Regions from separate parts of the Bombyx mori genome. Here region 1 is linked to region 2. A link is a contact called in public Hi-C data. All regions are on one chromosome and are shown on one strand. The core of a region is the stretch at or near the end of the contact, and the rest is flanking DNA. Distances in the headings are between cores, read along the strand shown. Region 1 holds the start of LOC101744646 (AP-2 complex subunit sigma). Region 2 holds the start of LOC101743928 (transmembrane protein 179).

Evidence for each region. Hi-C and Micro-C count contacts between places; a contact is called where the count stands out from the background.
Region 1: a Hi-C map of middle silk gland shows a contact between it and region 2, with 2.3 times the contacts expected there. The contact joins the promoter of LOC101744646 here to the promoter of LOC101743928 in region 2. A contact is called at or near these places in 3 of 7 Hi-C or Micro-C datasets (middle silk gland, midgut and an unstated tissue).

What each region holds. Positions count from the first base shown.
Region 1 is chr25:680,511-684,985 of ASM3026992v2, reverse strand. It overlaps LOC101744646 (AP-2 complex subunit sigma), which reads right to left and starts at 2,009. Exons shown (of 4, transcript XM_004925653.4): 1 at 1,827-2,009; 2 at 1,600-1,749; 3 at 10-183. The coding sequence starts at 1,829. LOC101744983 (hippocampus abundant transcript 1 protein) reads left to right here and starts at 2,560. Exons shown (of 1, transcript XM_004925656.5): 1 at 2,560-4,475. The coding sequence starts at 3,245.
Region 2 is chr25:538,193-542,285 of ASM3026992v2, reverse strand. LOC101743928 (transmembrane protein 179) reads left to right here and starts at 2,819. Exons shown (of 5, transcript XM_012690028.4): 1 at 2,819-3,543. The coding sequence starts at 3,434. LOC101744076 (protein YIF1A) reads right to left here and starts at 1,048. Exons shown (of 7, transcript XM_012690029.4): 1 at 860-1,048. The coding sequence starts at 884.

The DNA.
Region 1 (4,475 bases), core at 760-3,259, 140 kb before region 2:
TCCACTTACTTTATAAAAATTGAAGACCAAGTCCAACTCGCAAACATTATGGAAATATTCATTTAGGACCTCGACAAAGTTATGTATGGCCTCGAGATAACACAAATTGTTATCATTTACATCGACACATATACAGAAGTACAGACCTGCATACCTCCTGTATACTATCTTGAAATTTCTGAACTGTAAACAGAATAACATATCTTTGTATATCTATACTGTAGAAAAGAGATATTGTTGTATTGTATGAATTTCATATGAATAGTTTAATATTCAATAAAATTATTAAGCTATTGATAGGTATTATATTGATATTAAATATATAAGAATTCTCAAAACCAAGACAGACAGAAGTATTAGGAACTCCTCACAGGATAACTAATATTTTGCAATGTAATATATGTAACACATCTTTGACAAAATATAAACCCACTAGAACAACAAAAAATGTTTTCGGTTGATTAAAGGGTGTTATGTTATACCCAAAACAGTATAGAAATAATTAAATCCTGTATGTTACTGACATAATAGCACTCTTGTATAGATAGATATCTGACAGGTGTAATAGCAGCTTCAAAATGTGTATTGAAAATAATAAATTGAATAGTTGACACCAACACAGTTAACAGCAATATGAAAATTAAATAGAAAGAGTAAGTGGTAGACATTAGATTATTTTTAAACAAACATTGTAGCATCTTATAGGTAATTTTTTCAATTTTTATTTATAGGCTGATAGACAGCCCACCTGATGGTTAGTGGTTACTGTTACTCATTGACATGGATACAATGCCAGGATCACAACCAATTCACTGCCTATAGCTGAGTACTGAGAAAGATGTTACAGCACTCAAGCAACACTGAGAAGAGAAGTTAATTCCAAAGTTAGATGATATTTGGGAAAATATTCAAACTATTCCTCATTGTACTCCCATGGAATGCACAGTATAAAACAAGGACAACTGTAGTTCCCCCACAGTGCCTGTTTTCCAAGCGGTCAGACTGGGATTATCGTCAATCCAAACAGCCTTCTTCTGTATGTAGTCAATGGACATAGCTGATATTTGGGAGACTCAGCTCAAAGATAGGAGCAGTACTCCACACCAGACCAGACTTAGGGTGTTGTAAAGAAAAATTATGTATCCAGGCATGAAGTATTGCTTCTCAATGTTGAGGAATACCAGCAATTTTGATGCAAACTTATAGTCAAGAGTTTCCAAATATTTTCAACAAAACAACAATTACTGTACAGAATACAAATGAAAAAGAAGTTCTCAAAGATTCTCAGCTTGCTACTTTTTAGCATGTGTAGCATGCAAGGGAACTGTTCCAACCACTTCAAGCAGTAAAAAAAGCTGTTTTTGATTATATTATTAACCATCTCAGGGAGGAACGTAATTGACCCTAGTGACTCCTGTGCACACTCAATGCAATTATACATTTAATATTACTTTAACTATACTCTTTCATGTAGTCTTATATTGATTAGTATGATTTAATCTGTATTGTTTCCAAGTGACCAAGGATATCTTCAAGGAGTTATAGCAGACAGAAAGCTTTAGGCGGTCATTAATGATAAAATAGGCTTTATAAAGTTACCTCGACAAAGTTCGTGTGTTTCGCGTCTCTGACGGTGACGACTGCATGCACTTCTTCTATCAACTTCTGTTTTTCGTCATCATCAAAATTCATATACCATTTCGCAAGTCGAGTCTTGCCTGCTCGGTTCTGGATCAAAATGAATCTTATCTGGGAATTTAGAATAATTTTTAATTATTACACGCAAGTAATGAACTAAATAATATTTTTTTATGAGATAAGTATACCATTTTCACGTTTAGTTATGGCTTTTTTTTTAAATATTACTTTCAAAGACGGGTTGACGCCTCCTTTTTTTAAAACTAGTAATCAGAAATCTTTATCTGAAATTCAGTGATTTCAACTTTGACAGCTACAAAATTCAACCTTCTCCCATTCAGTGCACGGTATTATCTATGCTACCATCATACTTCTCAAATACTATGTGTATTATCTATAATCATACTAGCAGCAGTGTGAAAAATGTCAAGAAATCGTAGATAGACTAACCAGATACCTACTACATTTAAATGAAAGGGAAAACCTTGATAATCTTGAATTTAGTTGTATTTTATTACTTTGAGATATTCTCTTTGTTCTGTACGAACTTTTTATTTTATTGACTATTATGGAGGACTATCTTGAGTACTACTTGGTACGTAATCACAGTAAGCAATTGATAGCAAAGAATAAGCTATTAAGTAAAAAATTTGGTAGTTGCATTTACATTTTAATTTAGATATATTTGCGCAATGTTTTTTAAACTTTTATTCAAAGAAAATTACATCACGAGAAGATATATGTCTATGTAACTTCTCCAACGTAAAAGTGTCGAGTTTCTACTGGTAGCTTTTGGAACTAGTGGCAAAAAAACTTTTTATTTTGTAGACTTTAATAGATATGAACTAATCGGTCAATGAAGCCCGTTCTTGAGGAATTGAAACGTATTGGTATTAAATAAAAAAATATCAGTCAATCACAATTGCAATATTTACTAAAAATCTGTACATATATAAACTGTATAAAAATAGAGTTAAGCCTTATAAATAACTAGACATGCGCTAAAATGTGGATTGCATGCAATATTCAGATCGATCAAATTACTTCGAGGATAAAGTATTATTTTCCTAGAAGATTTGAAGATGAATTAAGGCATTACCCACGAAATATTTCGGAGTATCAACTTTTCATTTTTTTTTAATTACTTCGTTGGATAGCTGCGTTCACAGCCCACCTAGTGTTAAACGGTTACCGGAGCCCGTAAACTTCAACAACTCAAATGCCGCCACCCACCTTAAGACATGAGTTTGAAATCAGTTTTTACAATACAACGGCTGTCCCACTCTTCAAGCCGAAATTCATTATTGCTTCACGGTAGAAATAGTTAGTGCGGGCTCACAAGACGCCCTACCACCAGTAAATTATGTTTCATTTATCTTCTCTAATCTGTCCAGGCTACGCCTATTATTGTATTTTTTCGACCGTTCTTTAAATTTTTTTACTCTAGCAACAAAATTATCGAATTGTTTTTCAATTTTCCAGTAAAATTTTGACGTTGCTACAACTTGCTCGTTCATATCTAGTTTTACCAATGTAGAGCTTAAGGTTTTCTCAAAATGTCCGTAATTTAAGTAACATCTATTTATTTAAACGGAATACATCTTAAATGACGCCCACGAAGACCACTAAAACCGAAGTAGAAATGGTGATACGGAACAGAAAAACAGTTATGAAAGACGGGATAATGACAATGTCTGGAATCGGCGAGCCTTCTGTTTTTCACGCTCTGGTCGTTATTTTTTTGGAGTTTTTCGCGTGGGGCTTGCTCACTATGCCGATAATATCGGTACTGAACGCGACCTTTCCCGACCACACGTTCCTGATGAACGGATTGATCATGGGAATCAAGGGCATACTGTCTTTCCTCTCCGCGCCACTCATCGGAGCCCTGTCGGACGTGTGGGGCCGCAAGTTCTTTCTGTTGGTGACGGTATTCTTCACATGTGCCCCGATCCCGCTCATGACTATCAATACCTGGTGGTTCTTCGCGATGATCAGCATCAGCGGAGTGTTCGCGGTCACGTTTTCGATAGTGTTCGCGTACGTGGCTGACGTGACGACCGAAGCGGAGCGGTCTCGCGCGTACGGCCTCGTCTCCGCTACGTTTGCGGCTAGTCTAGTCATATCACCCGCTTTGGGTGCCTACCTTATGGATTTGTATGGAGAGTCCCTCGTCGTGGCTGCCGCTACCGCTGTTGCTGTACTGGACGTGTTCTTTATTATGGTCGCGGTGCCTGAGAGCCTCCCAGAGAAAGTGAGACCAACCGGCTGGGGCCCTGTCATCAGCTGGGAACAAGCAGATCCTTTTGCTGCACTGAGGAAAGTTGGTGCTGAGCGCACTGTGCTCATGCTATGTGTGGCAGTATTCCTCTCCTATCTGCCTGAAGCTGGACAGTACTCATGCATATTTGTTTACTTGAAACTAGTGATGGGTTTTGGTGTAGTGCAAGTGGCCATATTTATTGCTATTGTTGGTGTTTTGAGCATCGGAGTGCAAGTTATTCTTGGATTTTTGATGAAGTCTCTGGGAGCAAAACACACAATAATGGTGGGACTATTGTTTGAGATGCTGCAATTGATGTGGTATGGATTTGGCAGTCGTACGTGGATGATGTGGGCTGCCGGTGTGTTAGCCGCACTTGGTTCCATCACATACCCAGCGATCAGTGCTTATGTGTCAGTAAACAGCCGTGCAGACCGACAGGGAGTTGTACAAGGCATGGTAACTGGAGTCCGTGGACTTTGTAATGGCCTGGGTCCAGCCATGTTTGGAGTAATCTTCTATCTCTTCCATGTAGATTTAAATGAAGGTCATAACAAAACTGGTAGGATTCCTG
Region 2 (4,093 bases), core at 1,570-4,069:
ATTGGGAAATATTAAATTAATTTTATTGTTTTAAAATATTTTTATAAGCATTGTTTTGTAGTTATCATCAAATTAAAATAATTCAATAAAAGCCTGAAACTACTGTTTCAAAATAACGAATTAATCCAAGCATCAAACAACGACAGTATTTGTATCATCAATCTAGCAAGCAAAGATAAAATCAGTGGATATTTTTAATAAATAAATAAATCAATAAAAACACTGGAAATGAATATCAAATATGTACCTAAGGGAGGTTCCCTTTTTGAAAACTGACAGGTCATAGTGATAAATGATTATAAAAAATTTGGATTAATATATTATAGAGGATAAGGTTAAAAATTTTCACTTGATTGCTACTACTACTAACATTGTTAATAAATCACTACCAGACTTTCTTTTAGCAAAGGAGACCGGTTTATGTTCACAAAGTGTTAAACATCCTAGAATATTCACATTGCATTATTTGCATCACAGAATATTAAGTTTTGTACGAATATAATGTGGAATAACATTTCCGTAGCATAAATTGACATTCAGTACAATCAGTTGATAAAATTTTAATCTATTATTTATAACACATTTTGATTTTAAAATATTACCTAATTTCCCAAACCATAAATATTTTGACTATTAAATTGGAGAGGGAATTCGTGGGAGCAAAAACAACTTGCCTAACTTGCCTAACTAGTTTAGATTAAATTGATACAATAATATATTACATTTTATACTACACGCGGAGATCAATTCTTGTACTTATCGTATAGTTAACAGTTCTCGTTAAATTTTGTTAGACAAGTTCAAATATAACAAACAAATTTCTTTCAAAACTATTTAGGCTAGGTTTTAATAATCTCACCGTTTCTGGACGCGTTAAAATTCATTTTATTTTATAATTCAGTATTGTGAAGAACTTAACGACATAATAAAGTTTAATTAACTGAATTTAAAATAATTTCATTTAATGGAACACATCACCAGCGACTTGTCGATATCAGTGTTTCCTTTTTCGTCATGACATATGACAACGTTGACATTAATAATGACGTGTAGACTGAAAACCATCTGAAAACACTTTTTTTTTTTTTTTAAACCTAAGCTGATAGCCTTGAGAGGCTATTTCAGCGTAACCGTGGCTAGTAGGTGAGCTCACGGGGCTCAAACCTGACGACGATGCTAACACGAACCCTAGCAAGAGCCGTGCTTCGCAGAATCTACCAGCGGATCGGAAACGCGACCCACTGAGAAGATCCGGCGAGAAACTCAGTGGGCTGTGTCTGTGGGTTATTTTATTCGCCGAGCCCTTCGTCGCAAGCGACGGGTTCGACGAGAACGATGACCGATGACCGGTGGACCTAAAAGCACCGTTAGTGGATCGGCAGGATCCGAAATTACGTGTTTTGGGCGACGTCGACTGCTTTCCATTCTGTCCGCAGGATCGGGAATGTAGTTACCGGCGGCCACGATGAGAGGGTTCTTGTGTCGTGCCGCTTTATCGAAGTGGAAAAAACACTGAATATTATTTATTGTTGTTTATATTAGGTACCGTAAAATGGGGTGATTAGGGATCGAGAGGTGAATGGAAAAAAAACCATTTTTTGTACTGTAATAGTAGAATGTTGAAAGTTCACAAAACAACTGAATATGCATGATAATAGCTGCAAACTTATAAAAATCGCGTTTCAAATTAACTTCTTGTGGTGGTAATTATTTTAGTGCTAGAAACTTTGCTCTCTTTTATTTATTTGATAATAATAGAAGACTACTGTGATTTATAAACGTTATTTAGTTTTTGAACCATCATATATATTAAAGGTAAGTATCAGTTGTTATTGGTGTTAATGTATTTGATAAAATAAAAATACATGTAAAAACGGTTGTTTTTGGGGATATTGGGGACGTCTCAGGTACAAACAACAATGAAAAAGGGGTCAATTGGGATGAGAATAAGTGAAATGGAAACGACTTAAATATAAATAGGTACAGGTTTGTAGGGTTGTCTATGTACTATGTAGTTATGTTGTAGGTACTTATTAACTCCATGGTAGTTATAACAATATTTTTTATATTTGTTGGTAAGTATTTGGTTTATTCATGATGTTTTTGTCTAAAACTTTTATTCAAGCAAATTTCTCTGTTAACACTAATTTCGTCCCCAATAACCACAATTTCTGGGTAAATAGGGATATCACCTATTTTTGCTTTTTTTGCTTAAACTGGAATGCTAATTGCATAGCTTTAAATTGGATAACAAAGATACCCTCAAGGCTCAGTCATTTTGATCCTGATATAGCATTTCAAACATCAACAACAATAAAAAAATTGTTCATCAAGTTGGAATTTGTCCATAATTATCCCATTTTACCGGTATTTAAAATGAGACTTTTTGGCGGGAACGCCAGAAGTGGAGTTGTGTGATTTGTTTTATTTTGTCTATGTAGTCTTTCTTCAGGTTTAAATGTCTAATAAGGGTGGTTTATTAACTGTTTAATAACTGTAAAAGTGCACAAATGTGGAAAAATGAAACAAAGCTGCTGGACGTAGCTTCTCGGGATCCTCCACCATGTATACGAAAAAATCTCAGTAAATGACCACCATTTTACTGAGATTATATTTCATCCCATATTATCTCATCTCATTTTATTTTATTTCATCGCAGTTGATTAATTTCTCAAATTATCATCTTCATTTCATTTCATTTCATTTCACTCCATATTATCATTTTTCATAAAAACAAGAATATAAATTCAAATAAAACATGACGTAAAGATCTTAGATACCAGGTCATAAAATTTCTTTTAAAAAAATTTGTGATTGTAGACTTTTTGGCGGGAACGCGAGGAGTGAAGTTGTGTGATTTGTTTTATTTTGTCTATTTAGTGTTTCTTCGCGTTTAAATGTGTGATAACGGGGGTTTATTAACTGTTTAATATCTGTGAAAGTGCACAAATGTTGGAAAATGAAATAAAGCCGGATCTCGGGATCCTCCAAACAGCCACTGAAAAAATCTCCGTGAAAGACCACCATTTTACTGAGATTATATTTCATCTCATATCATCTCATTTCATTTAATTTCATCTCAGTAGACTAATGTCTTTAATTAATCATCTTCATTTCATTTCACTTCATATTATTTTTCATAAAAATATGGATACTTGAAATTATAATAAGACTTGACCTAAAGATCTTAGTTACCAGGTCATAAATTCCCTTAAAAAAATTGTAGCGGCATAGAATATACACAATCTTAATATTTGAGACTTTTGAGAGTAGCGGAATACGTATATTTATGTAGGTACTAGGTACCTACCTGCCTACTGCGACGAGTTCAGTGTTTTCATTTTCTGCGCCCGGTTTCTCTTCCAAAATCAACGTTCAGTGTTTAATTACTTTTTGTTAGGATATATACTGCTCTTGTAATCGTTTTTTAGAAATGGCGTTAACTAATGTGCTTTTGTTGAGCCAAATAGCGGGGTATTTGATGGGCCTCATACTGTCGCTTTGTGTTATTGTTCCAATGAGTATGCACCAGGACGAATTCAGGTAGGTGTTTATTAAGCACTTATCTTTAATAAAACTAAAATTTTATCCTTTGACCTACTAGGTACTTAGTGTCAATGACTTGCTTAATTTTGTTGTTTACAATTTAGTATATTTTTTACTGAAAACCTCGTATCCAAAAAGGTGTACCGTAAAATAAAGATAAACATGGTAAACTCTTGCATTAATTATGGTAACTATAATTTACCTAGTTCATGGGGGAAAATTTTGTTGTTTTCAATTTCTTCCAACAACCACCTAAATCAACATTATATCTATATATCTTTAAAATATGGATACATAGTAGAAATAAGCTATAGCCACAATGCTTAGAAAAAATACAACCATTGTCTAAACAGAATTAAGAACTTTACAGAATTTCAGAGTTAATAGTAGTTGTGATTCATGTGGTGGGCAGTGTCGGAGTTTGTATATAAATGTAATGGCAGGCAACACTTGACACATGATTACAGATTTCGAATATTAGAATTATTTTAAATGTTTAAAAAACAGATGATTGTATTCTCGTAAGGAAATGTCAATACTTCTCATC